Regions from separate parts of the Sus scrofa genome. Here region 1 is linked to region 2. Evidence: chromatin contacts called from public Hi-C data. All regions are on one chromosome and are shown on one strand. The core of a region is the stretch at or near the end of the contact, and the rest is flanking DNA. Distances in the headings are between cores, read along the strand shown.

Evidence for each region. A called contact is a pair of places that touch in the nucleus more often than the background predicts.
Region 1: a contact with region 2 is called in a Hi-C map of alveolar macrophages, with 4 times the contacts expected there. The contact joins two enhancer-like sites. A contact is called at or near these places in 1 of 5 promoter capture datasets (liver), 25 of 47 Hi-C or Micro-C datasets (alveolar macrophages, blood, brain and 14 more) and 2 of 2 datasets of contacts at active chromatin or transcription factors (alveolar macrophages and skeletal muscle).

The regions. Positions count from the first base shown.
Region 1 is chr9:12,984,861-12,989,157 of Sscrofa11.1, reverse strand. The region is part of intron 5 of NARS2 (probable asparagine--tRNA ligase, mitochondrial); the gene reads left to right. Among named protein-coding and RNA genes, the nearest start is that of NARS2, 24 kb to the left of the region's middle. Within about 2 kb of position 1,832, at least 5 of the 83 cell types and tissues checked have an H3K27ac peak or open chromatin away from gene starts, as enhancers often do. A contact at or near this core is called in alveolar macrophages, where this site is marked.
Region 2 is chr9:12,856,089-12,860,041 of Sscrofa11.1, reverse strand. No RefSeq gene overlaps it. Among named protein-coding and RNA genes, the nearest start is that of GAB2, 6.6 kb to the right of the region's middle. Within about 2 kb of position 2,186, at least 24 of the 83 cell types and tissues checked have an H3K27ac peak or open chromatin away from gene starts, as enhancers often do. A contact at or near this core is called in alveolar macrophages, where this site is marked.

The DNA.
Region 1 (4,297 bases), core at 583-3,082, 130 kb before region 2:
ACTTTGAAATCTGAATCCAGTTATGCTTGAGTTTATAACTTTTAGTTTTAATTTGATTCAGATGCCCACATTTTAACCTGAGCATAGCTCAGAATAATAACATCTAACATTTAAAACATGTTAAATAGGGAGTTCCCATCGTGGCTCAGCAGAAACGAATCTGACTAGCATCCATGAGAACATAGGTTTGATCCCTGGCCTCGCTCAGTGGGTTAAGGATTGGTGTTGCCGTGAGCTGTCGTGTAGATTGGAGATGCGGCTTGGATCTGACACTGCTGTCGCTGTGGCTGTGGCGTAGGCTGGCCAGTAGAGCTCCTGATTTGACCCCTAGCCTCAGAACCTCCATATGCCTCAGATGCGGCCCTAAAAAAAAAAGGAAAAAAAAATCAACTAATATCTTTATAGTACTTCACTGTCATATATGTTATTTTGTTGGTGTTTTTAATAATGTTATTAGACTCTTAGAGTTTCTAAAAGGAGTAATTCACCTTAAGTGATTACTTAAGCTTTAGGTATTCCAAGCAGGAAGAGAAATAGCATTTATTGAATACCAAGTGCATTTCAGGCACCATGTCAAATTCCTTTGTTTATATTATATAATCTTTTCAGCAACCCTTTGCAATAGGAATTAGTTTGCCTTTACAAGGGCAGAAACTATGTGTCTCTTGTACATTATTATATAATATCTGGCATGTGATAGTTGCTTTATAAATATTTGTTGAATGAATTATCTGTGTTTTTTTCTTTCTTTTTTTTTTTTCTTTTGGCCTCCCGTGGCTTATGGCTTATGGCATTCCCTGGCCAGGGATCAGATCCAAGACTCCAGATCCTTAACCCACTGTGCTGGGCCAGGAATTGAACCTGTGCTCCAGAGCTCCCAGGATGCCACCAATCCCATTGCACCACAGCAGGAACGCCTCTTTTTTTTTTTTTTTTTTTTTTAATGTTAGGAAACTAGGCCCAGGTAGAATTTATCAAAAGCCACACAGTAAAATACGGAGTTGCAGTTTAAACAAGATCTATTAGGCTGTAAAGTAAATGCCATTTGTCACACTCTAATGACTCCTGAAGTTGGGCTTTTGAGAAAAGATAGCAGAACCTTGAGTAAAGTTCTGAGATTAAAGAAGACTTTTTATTAGGTACAGACAACTGTTGAGAACACTAAAGTGTCCTTACCGTTTCTCTTTGACCATTCTTCCAAGACAACCTTTTATTTTCCTGCGGGAAGAGAATAACAACATTTACTGATGACTTACTGTTGGCAAGAACTACGGGTTGAGTACTGCTCTTTTTTGTGTAAATAACCTGTTAATAATACTTAGCTTATTTTTATTAAATATTGTACAGATGTAAATATTGTACAGATGTAAAATAAGCTATGTAGGTAGTGTAAAGCATACACATGGTCCCACTAAACTTAAGAATAAACTTAAGAAATATGCAATTATTAGTACTTTTTATCCCCCACTTTGTGCCCCCTGCATTCCATCTTCCCACCCTCTTTCCACTATGCTGATTTTGTGTTTTGTTATATCCATACTTTAAAAAAAATAGTTTCACCACATGGATGTCGCCCTAGGCGAAATACTGTTTTGGTTTACATGGGTCTCAACTTACACCAATGGAATCATCATCTTTTTCTGTAATGAGCTCCCCCCCCCCCGCCATGATTTCAATTAAATCAGAATCTCTGGGATGTAGGACTCAAGAATTCGTATTTTTTAAGGCTCTCTCAGTGGTTTCAGTATGCCTTCAAGGGTCATACAGAACAGTGGAAGTGCATGTTCATAGCTTCCACTTTGTTAGAAGATCCTGATTTTTAAAAAGGAATACTGAATTTTAAACTCCCACCAGCAGGGTGTGCTGTTCCACGCCTTACCAGTACCCAATATTTCCAGTCTTAAAATTTTGCCAACCTCATGGATGTAAAAGGGTTTTTGTTGGTTTTGGTTTTGGGGTTTTTTTTGTTTGTTTTTTTTGTTTTTGTTTTTTTTTTTTTTTTTTGCTTATTAGGGCTGCACGTGCAGCATATGGAGGTTCCCAGCCAGCAGTCGAATCAGAGGCGTAACTCCTGGCCTGTGCCACAGCCACAGCAACACCAGATCCAAGCCACGTCTGTAACCTGCACCATAACTCAGTGGCAATGCCAGATCCTTAACCCACTGAGCGAGGCCAGGGATCCTAAAATGGGTTTTTGATGTGATTTTATTTATTTAATTTTTTTTGAAGTGATTTTAATTTGCTTTTCCCTGGTAAGCTGTGATTGATCATTTTTTCTTACAGTTATTGGCCACTCATTTCCTCTTCTATATTTTCTGTTGTGTTGTCTTTTCATATCGGTGTTTTTGCATCCTTGGCTATCAATCTTTTGTTGAGTGTATGTTGCAGATGTTTTCTCTCAGCTTGTGGCTTGCCTTTTCTCTTTTATAATACAGAGATTAATTTAAATTTTAAATTAGAATTCTTAATTTAGTCAAATTTCAGTCTTTTTTTGATGTTTTGTGCTTTTGTATCTTGTTTAAGAAATCCCTTCTGTATTATGTACTAAAAGTTTTATAGTTTATACTTTACACATGTCTTTAATTTCTGGAATTTAATTTTGGATATGATGCAAAAGTCCAATTTTTTTCCAAAATGGATACCTAATTATTTAAGTACTATTTATTGAATAGTTCATTTTTCTTCCTGTGATTGCAGTTGCCAGCTCTGTCATAAATCAAGTTTCCATATATGTGTGTATCTTATTTCTGTGTGCTCTATTATCTTCCATTAGTTTTTCAGAATATCCCTGTGCCAGTGCCTCACTCAATTGCTATAGCTCTTTGCTAAGTCTTCATAGGCAGTAAAGCAAATCCTGCCACCTGATTTAAAGAATTTCCTGATCCTTTTCTCTTCATACAAACTTACAGATCATTTTGACAAGCTCCAAAAACCTCTGTTTGCTCTTTAATTGGAATAGCATTGATTCAGTAGATCGGTTTGGAAAAACTGATATCTTTGTGGTATTAAGTGTTACTATCACTGGACGTGGTCTATTCATATGTTTAGGAGTTCCTTAATATTTTTCAATACAAGTTAATTTTCTAAAGATTGCACATACCTTTCTTAGATTTATTCCTAGACACTTTATATTTTTTTGTGGTATTAGAAGTGTTCTGTGTATTGTTGGAAAGAGTGTATTTTTCAGTTATTGGGTGCAGTGTTCAACATCTGTGTATTATAACAAGATTATTAATTACATGTACATATCTGCAGTATGCCTACTAATATTTATTCTTTATTTGCCATTTCCTGGTATGTTAGGATCCTCTGGTATGTTTTTTCATTTTTTTCTCATTGTTTTTGTTTTATGTATTTTTTAGTCTGTTATTGGATATACACACATTCAGAATCACTTCTTAGTGAAATCAATCTTTATTTATACAGTGGTCCTCTTTCTTTCTAGTACTGCTTTTTGCCTCTTGTCTATTTTCTTGGTTTTGATCAGTATTTGTCTGGTGCTCTTTTTTTTTTTGTAACTATTATCCATTCTTTTATTATCAGCCTTTCTTTGTCTTATGTGATTCTGAGAAATAGCACACAGCTCAGATTTTTTTTTAAAACGAATCAGTTAATCTTTCCCTTTTTACTGTTTAATTTAGTCCACTGATGTTTATTGTGATTGCTTATGCATTTGTTTTTTTTAAAGGTATCTTGTGCATTTTATGTTTTTCTTTTTCTTTTTTTTTTTTTTTTTTTTTTGTCTTTTTGCCATTTCTTGGGCTGTTCCCGCGGCATATGGAGGTTCCCAGGCTAGGGGTCAAATCAGAGCTGGAGCCACCGGCCTACGCCAGAGCCACAGCAACACGGGATCCAAGCCGCGTCTGCAACCTACACCACAGCTCACGGCAACGCCGGATCCTCAATCCACTGAGGAAGGGCAGGGATTGAACCCGCAACCTCATGGTTCCAGGTCGGATTTGTTAACCACTGTGCCACGACAGGAACTCCATGTTTTTCTTTTTTAAAAAAATCCCCTTTTCTTGCCTTAAAAATTAAAAATTTTGTTCTCCTTTTTCTCCCACTGTTAGGTTAGAAGAGACTGATAGGAGTAAAGGAGAACATAGACTCTAAGGCAGTGCTTCTCAGTCTCTACTGCATGTTGAATTCACGTAGGAACATTTAAAAGTGTGAATACCTGGGTTCTGCTCCCAGAAATTCCGAAAATTGCTTGGGAATGCAGTCTGGTGTGGGAATTTTTAAAGCTTACCAGGTGACTCTAATAGACAGTCAAAACTGAAAGCTAGCGCCCCTGGAG
Region 2 (3,953 bases), core at 937-3,436:
CTTAGTGGTCACAAACTCCGACCACCCCAACCAGTATCCATAAGGAGGCAGTTTCGATTCCTGGCCTCACTGAGTGGGTTAAGGATTGCCACGAGCTGTGGTGTAGGCTGCAGGTGCAGCTCGGATCCTGCATGACTGTGGCTGTGGCACAGGCCAGCAGCTGCTGCTCTGTTTTGACCTCTGGCCTGGGAACTTTCATTTGCTGAGAGTGTGGCCCTCAAAGAAACAAAAAAGAAAAAGACTAGTAAGACCTAAGCCCTTACTGTTTGTCCCCATACCTTTGATTCCCCTCTCTGTGCTCCTACAATCCTTTGAACATGCTTCTATTATAACACTGCCCACAAACTACTGTAGACGTCTGCTTATCTATTTCTCTCCCTAGAAAGACCTCGAATTTCAGAAGACCCTGGTGCTATTCACCTTGGTAGTCCTATTGCTGAACCTGTGGTAGCAGGGTCTCAGAAAATCTTTGTTGAGAATTGAATAACAAGTACATAAATAACCATCTGTAAGTAACATGCATTTGAATATGAACGCGTTTTGTACTTGAAATATATGCCTTCTTAAGTGTTTTCTGAGTTTCAAATGATGCTGGCTGTGTCCTGAAAGAAATAAGATTGCTGTTCATTTCTCTATTAAATACCTTTCAGAGTTCCCCTGGTGGCCTAGTGGTTAAGGACTTGGCCTTGTCACTGCTGTGGCTCAAATTCAATCCCTGGCCCAGGAATTTCTGTATGGCATGGGTGCAGCCCAAAACAAACAAACAAACCAGGGAGTTCCCATCGTGGCGCAGTGGTTAACGAATCCGACTAGGAACCATGAGGTTGCGGGTTCGGTCCCTGCCCTTGCTCAGTGGGTTAACGATCCGGCGTTGCCGTGAGCTGTGGTGTAGGTCACAGACGCGGCTCGGATCCCGCGTTGCTGTGGCTCTGGCGTAGGCCAGTGGCTACAGCTCCGATTAGACCCCTAGCCTGGGAACCTCCATATGCCACGGGAGCAGCCCAAGAAATAGCAAAAAGACAAAAAAACAAACAAAAAAAACACCTTTCAAGGTACCTAGTTAGCTACGGAACCCATCTTCCCTCTGAGAATCCCCACCCCTGTCCCCCTGTCCTAGCCAGTGCATCCTCAGCAGACATACTGGGGACGTGAGCGTCCCTTGCTGGTAGGACTGGGGCTGGATGCCTGATCCCAAATGGGCCGGTCTCATTCCTCCCTTAGGCAGTCAGAGTTGAGAACACCAGAGAGTCTGGACTGGCTGCTTGAACGAGGAACACGCAAACTCAGGAGCTGTGAGACAGACGTGTACTGTAAGAGACAGAGAACGCAGTCTGCAGGGAGAGAGAAACGAAGGCCACATGCTCCGCGATGAAAAGCCATATGGCCTGTGGGAGAGACAGACACACGCACGAACCGGCTGCCGGGTTCTTGCTATATTTAGTCCTCGGGTGCAACGCTTCCTGAGGCCACATATTCAACGTTTTGTGTGTGTTCCCTGGGATATACCTCATTTTTTCCCCAGTAAATTCCCTATTGGGACTTAAGCATCTGCTTAGTGAGTGTCTGCTTCTGCGACTAAAAGAAGCCATGAGTACACAGACTTGTGGAAAAAATCCTCATGACTTTTTAAGTCTCATGACTTTTGTCACACCTATGTATTATTCCAGAGGAATTGTTGCTCAAAAAAATATGTACATGAGAAATCCCTGCTAAATAAGATGCAGTAGGAGGGTTGAGTGTCAACATGTTTGCTTTTCAAGTTTCTCGATACACTGAGTCACAAAAACAGTAAACAAATGCATGGAGGCTTATTTACTGAGGGGCTTGGACACATACCAGACCTTTTTTGAACCACAGAATCGGATTAAAGAGGGTTTTGAAGAACCAGCATCTTTGGCAGCTTCCCGAGACATCTATTTTTGAAGATGCTGCTTTCCAGAACTGTGTCAGGATGGCTTGTGTCGCGGGCCTTAGCTGCGTTCAGACTGGCCAAAACTGAAATCGAAGAGACTAAATAAAGCAGGTGTGCCCCGAGCAGCCCAGTCCCCGCTGCTGGGCCAGTGTGTGCTGTGACAGGCAGATGTCTCAGAGTCAGGGGAAGACTTGGCTCTTCAGAAACCGCCCTGAGAGCTGTGAGACTGATGACTGCTAACATGTCTCAAACCACTCTAGCAAAAGAAAACAGCAACAAATAAGCTTCCAGCTCTTTTCTCAGTGGACACTCTGGACCTTGGAGAAGTTTGCACGCAGTTGGACGGCTGCTCCTTTCTTTTTTTAGTTAATTGTGTTAAATGTGCCTCATAACTTCTCCTCCCGGTGGGGCTGTCATTTAGAAGGGGCTGGGGGGGGGAAGCTGTTTTAATTCTGGCTTTTGTTTCAGCCTCTAAATGTAATGCCACATGATTGTTGACCCAACAGTAATCCAGTTAAAAAACAGTCTTCAGAGTTACTGCATCATCGAAATTAACCCTGATTACATCAAATTATGTTGAAACAGACCACAGCTGTTTGCCCTGTTGAAGCAACTGCTTGAAAGCTCATCCAGAAGATACATCTGGGTGTCAGGAAGATCCATTTGGGGTTTCATTTTTGTTTCTCAACACAAACGGAGGAGAGAGACATTCTGTTCTGCCCTGAACGGCAGCCGAAAACCTCGTGATTCTCCAGAACCAAGACTTTTCTTAATTCCACAAGAGAAAAAACCTGAGACATTCTGTTTCGGTTTTCTGGAGGAAGGATGTGAGAAAGACATCCAAATCTGTTGAGTATTGCTCTTGTCAGCAAAAAGAAGTGGAACTGACAGTGGGGCAGTGGGATTTTCTGTGGAGGGCTGTATGCCCTGCTTTGCCCTGGCCTGGTTCCCACCAGCCCATGAGAATGGTTTTAAAGTTGCGGAAAGTTTTACAAACTGGTTGCTAAAAAATAACATTAAAGTTAAATTATAATTAAAGTGGAAAGCAACAGGAGGTATTGGAGATGTGGATCAGAATCCTCATACTTTGCTGGTGGTTGTGTAGCCACTGTAGGAAACAGTTAAAACAGTTCTGTAAAAAGTTAAACACAGAGTCATAGTGGGATCCAGCCATTCATTCACCTTCTAGGTCCACATCCAAGAGTATGAAAACACAAATTCACACAAAAACTTGTACCCGAATGTTCACAGCCACTTTATTCGTAAGAGGCAAAAAGTGGAAGCAACTGAAATGTCCATCCGCTGATGAAGGGGTAAATAAAATGTGGTGTGTGGATCTGATGGAGTATTTTTCATCCGTAGAGAGGAATGAGAGAGAACGGACACACGCTGCAGCATGGATGAACCTTGAAAACTTCTTGCAAATTATTGTGATTCTGGTTATATGAAATATCCAGAATTGGCCAACCCACAGAGACAGAAAGTAAATTAGTGGCTGCCAGGGAATGGGGTTGGGAGACTGAGGAGTGACTGCTAATGGACATGGGCTTTCTCTTTGGGGTGGTGAAAATGTTTTGAAATCAGATAGCAAAAGTAGTTGCACAACTCAGTGGGTATACTAAAAACCACTGAATTGTACCCTTTAAAAGGGTGACTTTCTGGTATGTGAATTTAATAATGCCATATAAACTTACAATTAAATGTTATCTTAAAGACAAAGAATAAATAACCAAAACTCCGTTACTACTTAGCTTAATTATGTCTATTACATCTTTTAGGATGGAAATACTAAAGGTGTATTACTTATGCATCTCTCTCTATTTTTTTTTTTTTTGCTTTTGCTTTTTAGGGCCACACCTGAGGCATATGGAGGTTTCCAGGCGAGGGGTCAAATCAGAGCTACAGCTGCCAGCAATACCAGATCCGAGCAGCGTCTGTGACCTACACCACATCATGCGGCAGCGCCGGATCCTTAACCCACAGGAGTGGGGCCAGGGATTGAACCTATGTCCTTATGGATACCAGGCAGGTTCGTTTCCAC